Linked DNA regions of Anser cygnoides: region 2 is linked to region 1. A link is a contact called in public Hi-C data. All regions are on one chromosome and are shown on one strand. Each heading gives the region's core, a stretch centred on a gene start, on an enhancer-like site or on the middle of the called end of the contact. The rest is flanking DNA. Distances are from core to core; before and after follow the strand shown. Region 1 holds the start of TOPBP1 (DNA topoisomerase II binding protein 1). Region 2 holds the start of SNRPD1 (small nuclear ribonucleoprotein D1 polypeptide).

The links. A called contact is a pair of places that touch in the nucleus more often than the background predicts.
Region 2: a contact with region 1 is called in a Hi-C map of liver, with 1.8 times the contacts expected there. The contact joins the promoter of SNRPD1 here to the promoter of TOPBP1 in region 1. A contact is called at or near these places in 2 of 7 Hi-C or Micro-C datasets (both in liver).

The regions. Positions count from the first base shown.
Region 1 is chr2:46,606,030-46,612,280 of Taihu_goose_T2T_genome, forward strand. TOPBP1 (DNA topoisomerase II binding protein 1) reads right to left here and starts at 4,961. Exons shown (of 28, transcript XM_048053012.2): 1 at 4,834-4,961; 2 at 4,631-4,718; 3 at 3,631-3,765; 4 at 2,911-3,054; 5 at 1,934-2,115; 6 at 1,612-1,805; 7 at 486-665. The coding sequence starts at 4,922.
Region 2 is chr2:46,801,835-46,808,152 of Taihu_goose_T2T_genome, forward strand. It overlaps SNRPD1 (small nuclear ribonucleoprotein D1 polypeptide), which reads right to left and starts at 3,565. Exons shown (of 4, transcript XM_048053029.2): 1 at 3,410-3,565; 2 at 3,133-3,209; 3 at 328-519. The coding sequence starts at 3,423. SACM1L (SAC1 like phosphatidylinositide phosphatase) reads right to left here. Exons shown (of 20, transcript XM_066991997.1): 20 at 3,751-5,801. The coding sequence ends at 5,665.

The DNA of each region.
Region 1 (6,251 bases), core at 3,711-6,210:
AAAGGAAAAATAAAGGAAAAAAAGAAATATAAAGTCTAAAAGGAAATATGAAGTCTAAAAGTAACAGGCTAAGTAAAAAAAAAAAAAACACAAATACTTGAAAATCAGCATTTGTTTTCCCTCTAAGGCTGTTCTAAGGTTTAATTCATAACTGACACTTGATTTAAATTACAAGTGTTGGAACAGTCCTGTTGATTTATTTTTTTGTAGGACAGAGTTACACACCGTTGATTCTTAAGCAGACAGGTACACCTAATTCAAATTGACTGTTTAAACAATTATTCACTTTTAAGTCTACAGATGTTGGAATATACAATGTATATAAAAGTAATCTGTTGTGTTTTAAGGATAAACAAAGCAGAAACCAAACCTTCCAAACATTATCATTGCAAAAGTAGGCAGCATCCTACTAATTCAAAACCGTTCTTCCTTCTGACTACTATAAATATTTCCTACTTTAATGCATCTTAAAAAGTCTTACTTACTGTCAGGTTTGCTGGCATGACTCGTAGGCGTTGAGGTACTGGGGGTGTTACTTAATTTTGATCTGCCTTCTATTTTATACATTGTCTCATCCTGACAGAAACCTTTCTCAATACTGTCAGAAAACCACTGCACGGACACACAATGCACATTCCATTTTTTGGCACATTCATACTTCTGACCTTTCAAATTTAAATAAAAGAAAAAGACACAAGTTATTAACAAACCAATGCTTCCAAGAGTGATTGCTGAAAGACGGATTGACATTAAAATTTTAAAACTCAAATAAGTGATTTCAAGGTGCAAGCTGTGTTACCTTGAACTCATCTCATGAGCTATTTACTCTCCTTTATTTAAAGTTGGAGAAAAACAAAACAAAACAAAAACCTCTCATTGATGCTAGTCATGGGTACAGCATCACAGGGCACCATCCTACAACTTTAAGCAGCCAAGCCTGAAGAAGCCCTCTGCAGCCCTTTAGTCCCAGGTTCCACCACTCACAACACTGCTAACAGTATGTCATCTTGCCAGACACTTGACAAAACCCACCTACAAGATGTTTTCAGTAACACTGCTGTAACAACTGCAAAAAAAGAAGCTGTAAACTGCAGACAGCACCTGCACATACAAATACAAAGAAATCAGACATAACTGTCTTGTCTCCAAATTCTCATTCTACTAGGCTATGAAATAAGCAGCTTCTCATTCTTCTCACAACAAAACGACAAACAAGAGGGAAGGAAGGATCTTCACACAGTGTCCAGAAGGTACAAACAATAGTTAAAAATAATGAATCCACAATCTAATTTCAATCAGTGTATAAATTAAGTCCCATCCTACTCTCCCCAAAAACTTAAGTTTTTTTTTTTTTATTCTTCCCTTCCCTCTAGGATTCTCCCCTTCCCTTCCATTCAGTTCTCTCAGGGTCTCTGTTTTCTTCTTTTGTTCTCCTTTTGTATGCCTTCAGAGCGAAGCCAGTGTTCCTGTGTTACTTTTCTCATCAACACTATTCCCCTGTACAGAAGCAGTAAGACTACCACTGAAGCAGACACAGAATGTTTAAACTCTTATGCATATTTACACTACTTCAATTCAAAAAGGGAAAATAATATTTTCTCTAGGTTCTACCTTTTGGCTCTTGAACTATGAGGTGAGTACATTCATTCATCTTGAGCTGTCCCGTGTACTGCCCGCCATGTTCAGCCGTGAGGCGCTGGACTTCCTTGCGGTCCAAGCTACTTAAGCCAGTTACACAAATTGTACAGCCAAGAAATATAGGACAAGCGTAGTCTTCCATGTTAACATCGGTGTATCTCATCATGCTAAAGGAGTGAAAAGGAGAAAAAAAACATTTTTTCATCCAAGTAAAATTAATTGGTAAAAGAAAGAAGTGTGTTTCACCTTAAGAATTACCAGTCCTCAGCACAAAGTATGTTTTTGTTTGTTTTACCTTTGCTGAGATTTATCCCACAGTGTCTTAACCCAAGAGGGAAGCAGAATAGGTTTTTTCAGAGATGCAGCTACTAAGTATTTCTTGCTGCCAACTTCTCCAGCTATAAGATGAGTTACTGACACGTTGAGGTCTCTGTACACACGTCCGCCCATCATCTGCACATATTTATGAACTTCTTCCTGAGTGAGGAAAAAAAGAAATAAAGAAAATCACCAAGAAATAAAAAAAAAAGGAACTTACATCACACTCAGGTTTGCCTTAAAAACAAATTTCAGTTCTGTGTGGTTTCTCCTAACAAAAAACTCACAATGTATACGCATAAAGAAGCGATCAAAAATATCAAATATAAATTCAGTTTTACTTACATTTATGTAAGATGAATATATAATACATATCCTTAATAAAGATGTTACAATCATACCGTATCAGGAAAAAAAAATTGTACTGATGCTTGTTCTTTTAGGTAGCATAAATTAGAAAGAGATGTTGGAATAATTAAAAGAAAACATTTAAGATAAACTATGTACACCACAGCTGGCTGAATGCTTAATGTTTACCACGTAGTTTGAGAAACCAAAAATACAGCATGTTGTCTGTAGCATGCTAGCTGGAGACAAACTAGCAAGCTAAGTGACCTACCTCTTCAGCTAATAAAATTCTCCAAACATACGTTTACTCCCATGTTAGTGATGTCTTACACTTTTATATAATACTATCCATGTACATGCATAGATACACCACTGCATACATATTTGTACACTACATACTTACGGGAAGACATCCTCTTTCTCCATAGAATTATACAATTCTTTACATAAACTATACTCTACAAACTATAGAAAGACTAGACACGTATACACACAGGCACAGTTACACTTGGTATATATACTGTGACTGATGCCTTAGTAATAAGCCATCTGAAACAAATGTCACAGAAAAGTCAGCTAAACAATCCATCATGTATAACGCATTACCCTAACATCTTTTTCAAGGCTGGTACAGGATATTGTTACGTCAGCCATGGTCATGTTGTACACAGGATACTCCGCTCTTGGGACACACCGCTGGGACTGCATACAGTACAGGACCACCTGTGGTCCAACAATTCTACAGCCAAGCTGCAATGAAATAACAAGAACAGAAAATGAGGAAAATGAGCAGAAGGTACACTGGTGCAGGGAAGGTTTTCTTTGTCCCTGAATCCTGAGGGACAAAACAAGGCCCTTGCCTGTCCTCCTCTAGCATCACCAGATAGGTGACAGTTCTGCTTCACTTTCTGCTGGGGATTTTCAGTACAATCCTCTTAGGTTTTCTGGCCTTGATAAAAGCAACGAATGCTACATCTAGCATGTCACAGAATTCCAGATAGTCTGTCTTTGTCTGCTGGACAATTCCTCGCAGGTCACACAAACTCATGTTACTTAGAAGACAGAAAGAGAGAGCCAGCTCACTGACTCCAGCAGAACCAGAACGAATCATACTATTTATTTTTCCACTTGCTTCAAGATAATCCTTATCTGCTCACCTTCTTCGTCCCTAAATACAGCATGCAGTGAAGTTTTAAAGTTTTTACTGTGAATACTGAATACTACTACATTTAGTGCGAGAAGAAAGAACATGCAGAGTATAAGCATGGCCATGAGTGCTCCTAGAAAAGACATAAGCTGATATAAGCAAGTTGATGGGTAGCATACCTTTTTGAGATGATTGAAAACATCGCCTCTAAAAGGATCACAAATATAAAGGGATTTATCATTTTCTTTTATGTTGAGTGCTGTTTCTTCTTCAAGGATCTGGAGATGTTCTTCTGACTGAAATTCTTTTATAGACTGCAGGAAAACAGTTCATATAACTACATGTATTTAATTGACAAACCACAGCTAGTTAATCCTGTGGAAGCTATAAAAGCACATCTACCTGAAACAGCTCACAAAGAAGCTACCCTGGCAAGAGTATACTGGCAGAACAGGGAGCTAAAATATCAAATGGGTCCTCAACACCCCCCAACTTTCCACAATCGTCAGACTTAAACATTCAACATACAAACTTTCAGGACATGAGCTTGTCATACAGCACCTTCAGCTCCCTCCAACCTCCCAAGGTGGAAAAAACAAGAACAAAAGCACACTATTCTCATTAAGACTTTAGGAGCCTGGATGAGTGACCAGCATCCAGACCTTCCTGGTCTACATGTCACTTCACTAAATGTCTACAGGCTTTGAATCACAGAATGGCTCAGGTTGTAAAGGACCTTAATTAAAGACCACCTAACTCCAACCCCCCTGTCATAGGCAGGGATGCCACCTGCTGCACAGGGTTGGCCAAGGCCCCATCCAGCCTGGCCTTGAGCACCTCCAGGGATGGAGCATCCACAACTTCTCTGGGCAGCTTGTCCCAGTGCCTCACCACCCTTACAGTAAAGAATTTCCTCCTAATGTCTAGTCTAAATCTATCCTCTTTCAGTTTTAAGTCCATTCCCCCTTGTCCTATCATTATGTCCTATCATCACCCCCAAACGTGAATGCTCAATTTCTCATTGAAATGAGATTTAGCTGTTGTTCAAGGAGCGATCTGCCCCACAAAATTAAAGCAGCCCCGTTACAGACACAGCTTTACCTCCAGACCCACACCGCACACCTCAGCCCGCCCCGGAGCCACCTAACCGGCCCTGAGGGGGCCGCCCAGGCCACTTACCTCGAGAGCTTTCCAAAAGCACCCCGAGCTGCCGGGAGACCTGACGAACCTCACGCAGAACGGCTCCTTGCCTCCTGTCATCCTCCACCTGAGCACCAAGACCCGGTGAGACCCCCGGCTGCCCCCTCACCTCACCCCCGCACCCCTCGGACCCTCCCCTCCCCTCCCCTCCCCTCACGCCCCAGCCCCGGCCCCTCACGCACCCGCCGCCGGCGGGAAAGCGGCGGCCTCGCACTGCGCAGGCGCGGGGGAGGAGCCGGGGGGGGGGCGAGGGTCGCCCCGCTGCCGTCATGGCAGGGCGGGCGGGACGCGCGCAGCCGTGTGGGGAGTAACGGCCGCGCTAGCGCCGCCCTGGGGCGGGGTGTCCCTCCTCTCCCGTCACACAGTCACGGGATGGCCGGGGTGGGGAGGGAGCTCTGGAGATCGTCCAGTCCAACCCCAGTGCCGAGCAGGGTCACCTAGAGCACTCTGTGCAGGATGGCGTCCAGGCGGGTTTTGGATATCTCCAGAGAAGGAGACTCCACAGCCTCTCTGGGCAACCTGTGCCAGTGCTCTGTCACCATCACAGTAGAGAAGTGCCCCCTCATACCCAGCCGGCACCTCCTGTGTTTCAGTTTGTGCCTGTTGCCTCTTACCCTGTCGCTGGGCGCAACTGAAAAGAGACCGGCTCCATCCTCTCGACACCCTCCCCTCAGATATTTACATACATTAATGAGGTCTCCCCTCAGTCTTCTCTTTTCCAGGCTAAACGGGCCCAGTTTCCTCAGCCTGTCCTCATATGACAGGTGCTCCAGTCCTCTCATCATCTTTGTAGCCCTCCTCTGGACTCGCTCCAGGAGCTCCATGTCCCTCTTGCACTGAGGAGCCCAGAATTGGACACAATACTCCAGGTGTGGCAGCTGCTGCTGACACAGGAGGGGACAAGGAAGGCTGGGCCCTGAGCCCTGGTGCTCCCCACCTCCAGAACATACTCTTCCCCCCTAAACCCTTAAGTTTATTAAGGGGGTTCACTTGGAATAGGTTTGGGGTAGTGGTGTTGCCAACTTCTGATGGGGTGCATGGGGTATATCACAGCTGGCAGGGTCTGGGGGAGGCTTGGAAGTGTGATCATCCCGATCCCAGCTAAATTTCAAGCCTTCTGTAGACAGTAGAGGAGAGCCGTTTTATTTTTGTGACTTCCAGGCTATGCATAGGAAAGCAAAAGGCAGTCCTTCCACAGCAGCTGGCTGGAATCGGATACGAGCACATGCAAAACTTGTGCAGGAACTAAAACGAGCCTTGCCTCTCCCATACCATGCTATCGCACCTGCCTGACTCATTAAAAGCAGACAACACCCAATGAATCAATGGACCTCCGTTCTTCCTTGCCATTCCTGTTCTCCAAGGCTTGCTGCCGTTCGCACGCTGCCCGTAGCGGAGGTAGTCACTTTGATAGAAGATCCTCTCAGAATAATTAATATTTCGTAAGGAAAGCAGCAAAACTTTTGCTAGTGAATTTTTAAATGGCAGCATTGAACGTTACAGTTGGCCCCAAGATGGCGCTGTAGCCCTAAGAACCGAAGAGACTTGGTGTGGGCACAAGTCTCCTGTATTTACTCGAGGTTATCTCTGTGGTCGCTAG
Region 2 (6,318 bases), core at 2,315-4,814, 190 kb after region 1:
CCCATACAAACTGGGGAAACAGAAAAGACAGTCAGAAAAGAGGAACTGTAAATCTCTTTGCTGTCACCCCTGATAATGTGACAGGTTAAGACTTACTCAAGCTTAAAAGTATTTACATTTTTAAAACAGAAGCATGAGAAGTCATATAAATAATTTCACATGAAAGAAAACTCTACAGAGGTCAATAAGGTAGGCAAGGCAGAGTGAGCAAGGTCAGTATCAAACCCTCAAGTGTGAAAGAACGAGCTGCCCAACGCAGACTCTGATCGTTTTCAGATTCAGAGATCTCAAAGGCAGAACAGAGAGACTGGGAAATCACAGACTAACCTGCTTCTCTCTTCTTGGACTTGACTTTTGGCTCAACATCCACTAGCAAAGTATCCAGCGGCAAACTATCTGGCAGAATGAAGTAGCGGATGTTATTCCCTCGAATACTCAGCGTCTCCAGCTGTACAGGTTCTCTGTTCTTCAGCGTCATTTTGACTGCTTTGAGATGAGTATTCATACTGACATCCACTCCTGAAACAACAGAATTCTCATTTTTACGGATGAAAGCACATAAAAACACCCAAAAAGGGACCACCTGAAGTACGCACATGCTTCAAGTTTTATCCTGTTCATTAAAACACACTTCAGGATCTATGTCATTAATTAAGCAAGCTTCTAACTGCGAGAAACTGCATCTTTTTTCTCTCTTAAATCATGCTCAATAATTTATCAACTGCTGCCCACAACACCTCAATGAAAAATTGTTGATGGAAGAACCACTTGCTACTAACTGAACAGTGTTGCTAGAGGTCTTCATCTAGGTCTTAGCCAGTCACAGCAATTCTGTGAACAATTAAAACTCCTTTGAGCAACAAATAAACTGCTGTTTGTTTTTTTTTTTTACAGAAGTCTAGCATTAGTCTTTTTGCTCCTTCAAAAAGGAAGCAAAACAAACCATTGAGCAGGTGAAAAAAAACGATCGTTTCTTCTTGCTATACACCTAAGAAAAAGCCGAACTGTCAAGCATTTAATTTCCGGTAAAAGACATCTAATTCTAGTGTGATATCTTCTATTTGTTTACAAACATTAATTACTGTTTATTCGGTGACCCATATGAGCAAGATTTTAGTGTGTTCAATCTTCTGTACCGACAACCAACCCTTCATGGTCAAAACAGTCTTGTTTCACAAATACGGAAAAGCAAACTGTAAGACGTTTCACCAAGGCAAATAACGTGAGCGAGCAGCAGGCCAGAACCAGAAGAACCGCTGTGCTATTCTTATTTTCCTATCCTCTCCCCCATCGTTGTACATTTTGCACGGTTCTGACTCCTGTACTCCACCCGTCCTGTCCCCTCCTGGCAGCGTGAGCGTTACACAAACCCGCTCCTTCAGCAGGGCTGCTCTGGCGGCGGAAGGAGGAAGAGGAAATGGCGCGAACCCGAGGGTTGTTACCAGGGTTTGTGCACCAACGTAAAGGGAAGACTGTCCCTTCAGAAACAGGGATTGCATTCAGAGGTCTTACAGATCCTTAGCAGAGCACGAGAGAGACTTTGCTCAATGATCAAGCCCAGAAGCAGCGAGGTCAGAAGGAGACATGCAGGCTGTTTGCCTCCTACCTAGCCGGGTTCAATGGAGCACGCTGCACTCGGATACCGGGCGGTGCATTCAGGTGCTAATCAGCGCTGATGCATCTGGCTGCAAAATAACGCCAATTTTTAATTTTGCCAAATCTCAGCAGATTGCTACGGGCCAAAAAAGCACCTAAGCAATCCCCTGGATTACAACTTTGCCAAGTTTGAACTGTTTTTTGTTCTTCTAGTCAGGATAGAAGAGCCTCCAAAAGTAACTTCAAGTAGGTGAAGGAAAGGAGATCAAGCACGATCATTAACTTAACCACAACGGTTTGCTTTATGAAACGCAACAGCCCCCCCTACGTACCCGAATGTCTGTAAGTAATTCTAATGTGATATTATTTTGAGAACACTCAGTCTCTGATGTTACTCAAGCAAACAAAGCAGTCCATGCATTTTTCCACACACATGAGAATGAAATCATCACCTACAAAGGCTCTCCCCGATGCTTTCAGTTCAGTGATACAAAAAGGAGCTCCTTCATTTTAGGGATCAGCACAGACACTAAGCGCTTCCCCAGATACTAATTCTCACAAACTTATTTTGTGACAGACCTTTGGCAACAGCAGGATGCCATGTTCTTGACACCAGGATTCCTTTTTGCCCTTAATCCCTATGCTATGTCTTCAAACCAGTTTCACGAAACCAATGCAAGTATATACAAAGATGCATATCCATGCAAATTCACCACAAGCAGAGCAAAAACAGGCTCGAAGGAAATAACTCACTTTTAGATTAATATTGGTTACACGTGAAGTTTAACCAATTTAAGGCTGCATCAACATTTAACACTTGCTGCTTATATGTACTACTATTTTAAGAAAAAATCCCTCTGGTGGTGACTTGGGTGTAATGTTTTTATGCGACTATCGCTTGTCACAACTGCTCTAATCAAAGTCAGAAGCACTGAAGCATCTTATAAAAGTTTAGGCTGTGTATCCACCATCAGTTTTATCAGTTTTATAAGGCAGTAAAACTACCTTACCTTATCATGCTGCTAAAATTCTAAGCGAATATCATCCTTATGCCAGCTTTGCCCACAAAATGATTGGGAACAGGGTGAACTTCCTTCACCCCTGATCCTACCTGTAAACAACGCTCGGGTCAGACCGAAAGGCTCCCAGGATGACTGAATTCACTACCTCCCAGCAGCGCCTTATTGATGGAAAGCTTATCACAAGACAAACCAGCAGCGTAAGTCTGACCGTGGGTGAACTCGCCCACCCGTGTGTCAGTGTGGATCTGTGACCAACTGAAGTTTTGAAGCGTCTGTGTGTCTTGCTGCGGGGAGCTGGCAGGTCACAGCTCACCACCACCCCCCCACTTTCTGGCAGACGTCCGGGCCCTACCGCAGCGAACCCCCCTCACTCCTGCCCACCCGCATCCACCCGCGCAGGCCTCCTCCGGAGGGAGCTCAGAGCAACCAAGCCCAGCCTCGGCCACGGCTCCTGCCGATGCCCAGCACCGAGCTAACGGGCTGGGCGCTGCTGCGGGCCGCCCCCGCGCCCTACCTGTGATGGTTCCGTGCACCTGCGTCCCGTTCTTCAGCTCGATGGTCACCGTCTCGTGGCTCAGCTTCATTAGGAACCTGCCGATTAAGAACACGCCGTTAATTCCCCACCGTTACCGCATAACGCGGCGTCAGCGCGACCCTCGCGGCCGCTCCCGCCAAGCCCCACACAGAGGAGGGCGGGCGCCATGGCGGTTGGCGGCCGTTATGGCGGGCGCCATGGCGGCGGTCGGCGGGCGCCATGGCGGCCGGGCGGCCATCCGCCCCCATCCGCTCACCTGACGAGCTTCATGGCGGCGGGAGCCCGGCGCCGCGGCCGGGGGTGTTCGGGCGGGCGGCGGAGAGCAGCGGGGCGGGCTGCGGGGGGCTCCTGCCACAGGGCCGCGCCGCCAGCAAGCGGCCGCCGCCCACAGCGCCAAGGGGCGGAAGCGGCGCGGCGGAAAGGGCCGGGCCCGGGCCCGCGACTGCGCCCTGCGCATGAAATCAGGTCCTCGGACAGCGAAGCGCGCCTCGCAAAGAGCCCAGACGCAGCCCCGGCTGCCGTCCACCGAAAAACAGTCCCCAAGGAATAAGGTGGAGGCAAGGCTGACCCAAAGCACACACGGCACCAGACAGCATCTAGAAAAGTTGGGCATTTTATTGTCCTTTACGAGTACACCGTTTGTGATTCTAGAAATACAGACTGTGCAAAGCACTGAAATACAGATGCCTTCCAGCTTCAAAAAGGTATATTAGTCTGTGTCTTACGATCCATTTAATCACATTTGATCTTCATTTAATCACGTTTGGTCTTTGCCACAAGTTTTTCCACACCACAGATGCGAAGGTTCAGTTCTAGCCTGCAAGACAACCAAGTTCCAAATGGCACCTGCCTTTGAGCCATAAAAACCATTAAATAGTGAGATTATGTTTTGTACTTTGTGTCTGTTACAGAGTTCATGTTCAGAAATGTTAAGTTAGAGGATTTTCCAGTTAACCGCCAACTGGTACTTCCATTACAGCATCTAAAAGCTAACAGATACTTCGCAAGTACTAGTGTTTATGAGCAGGTTATGTTTACACAAAACCCAGAGAGGCCTCCAGAAACATTCAAGATTAAAATGAACATTAACAATTGCAAAAATCTGTACATATTTTCAGTCATAACACAGTGAAACACTGGATTATCAGTGTCTTATGTTCTAGCTTCAATGACAACTGTGCTAGTTCTAATATTCTACATATTTCTCCCTTCCCCCCATTTAAATTTTATAATCGCAATCTGAATATACAGCTGTACTTACAGGAAATATTAAACAATGCACAGCGCCTTAAGCAAGTTTCATCTCTGGTTTCAAACAAACCATATAAAATAAGTGACAAAATAGTTTAAAATTGGTCCTTGATTAGGATTACTTTTTTGTTTACAGCTTGGAAGCACTAAATTTAAAGACACACATTTATTGTTAACCAACACAAATTATAGTGTAGCTTTTTTTACTTTTTTTTTAAATGTTATATCATCATGCACAAAAAGCAAGCTGCTGCTCCCAAGTGCAACCACAGTGTTAGGCTAACACTTTCTCCTCAGATTCTTACTCCTTTTTTCGTAAATTATTTCAACATAAACAAAGTATAGAAGCAGCTGACTAGCAAAACAATATGAAGTTCACCTTTTACATTGTGACTGCTCTTAAAGTAATGGAATACTTTGGACCTTTAGCATAAGGAGGGTTCAATAAACACCGCAAAGGATTTTTACATTCTTTGATTTCATTTACATATTTAGAAAAAAATCTTTAATGTGCTAACTAATGAATCATCATCTGGAGGCTGTAGTACTGAAACAGTGCAAGACATTTGCAACTTCAGGAGCATCCAATTACACTGTCCTTTCACCCAAACAATGATTAGTAGAATATTGCATCAGTCCCAGATAACACCGGACAAAAAGCTCATTTTGGAAGAGCATTAGGATTCAACGGATCCTTTAATTTGGTGGGGACAAGAAACAACACACATATGCACAAAGGACTTGTTAACATGGACTTTATCACAGCAAATATAATCCAGCTATGAGTCTTGGAACAAGACTTTGTGTTCTTATGAAGCCTTATTTGTTCAAAGAAGCTCCGTTATTAGTGCTTCAATACCTAGGTATTTTGACATATGAGCAGCATCAGAGCTCCCCTCCTGTCAAGCCAGAGAACAAAATTCAGCTGAAATTGCACACTTGGACTGTGAGCTAAAGCAGTCCGCTTACACCCTATAACATTAAAGCCAGCTTTTTGGTGTCTGGAATCTTTGAATCATCTCAGTAAACTGAGTGGAGCCCCCTCCACAAATGCAATATTCCAAAAACCATTGCAACTAAGATTGCCGAGTCAGATCTCAGTTGAAAGCTACCACCAAAGGACACTATTTCCTCTCCCCACAAGGCTGCCAAGGAAGAATGTTCATTAGACCACAGTTTGGTGTGGAAAGCAGGTCAGTAGAGACTCCAGGTGTGGCTTGAGGAATCCTCAGTACCAAGCCGCTTTCCACACACACAAATTCAGTCCATCTTCTCTTTCTGGACCAACTTGGGTGCATCTACAAAATCCTTGCCGTTGTAAAGGATGATAGCGAAAGTTCCAAAGCTTGCACTTCCCCAGAAAAGCACATAGGCCAGTGTCTCAGTCCATGTATCACCTGTTAAGAGTCAGACACCGTAGTTTATTATTTCCAGCTATCAGAGAGAGTATCTAAATACAAAACCAAAATATTGCAAGCTCTCCCACAGATATCAAATGAAGTTAAAAGTGCTTCAAAGGAACTAGGGTCTTCTCTTACACCATTCTGTATTTCCTTACCTAGCAGTTGACTTGACAAAGTTGGATGGTCATAAACTAGCGTTCTGTTCTTAGTAGCTTAGAACTTAGAAGCTTAGAACTGTTCTGCCGTATAGTTCTTAGAGTGCTTTGACACCGCTACATAGGTCACAGAGTCAAGAACCCCACTGGCACTAACGTTAGAAAATCCAAGACAAAAGCAGAAAGCAAAGACTTCAATTCCCAGCACAAATGTAAGCTAGGGGAACATTTGTCAGGCTGAGCTTATGACTATATCTGGCTTTTCCGAATTGCCTTTGTGCCAAAAGTTAAGAGATTCTTCAGGAGATTCATCCAGGCTATAGTAAAGCTATACATCTACTCAGGTAGAACTAAAT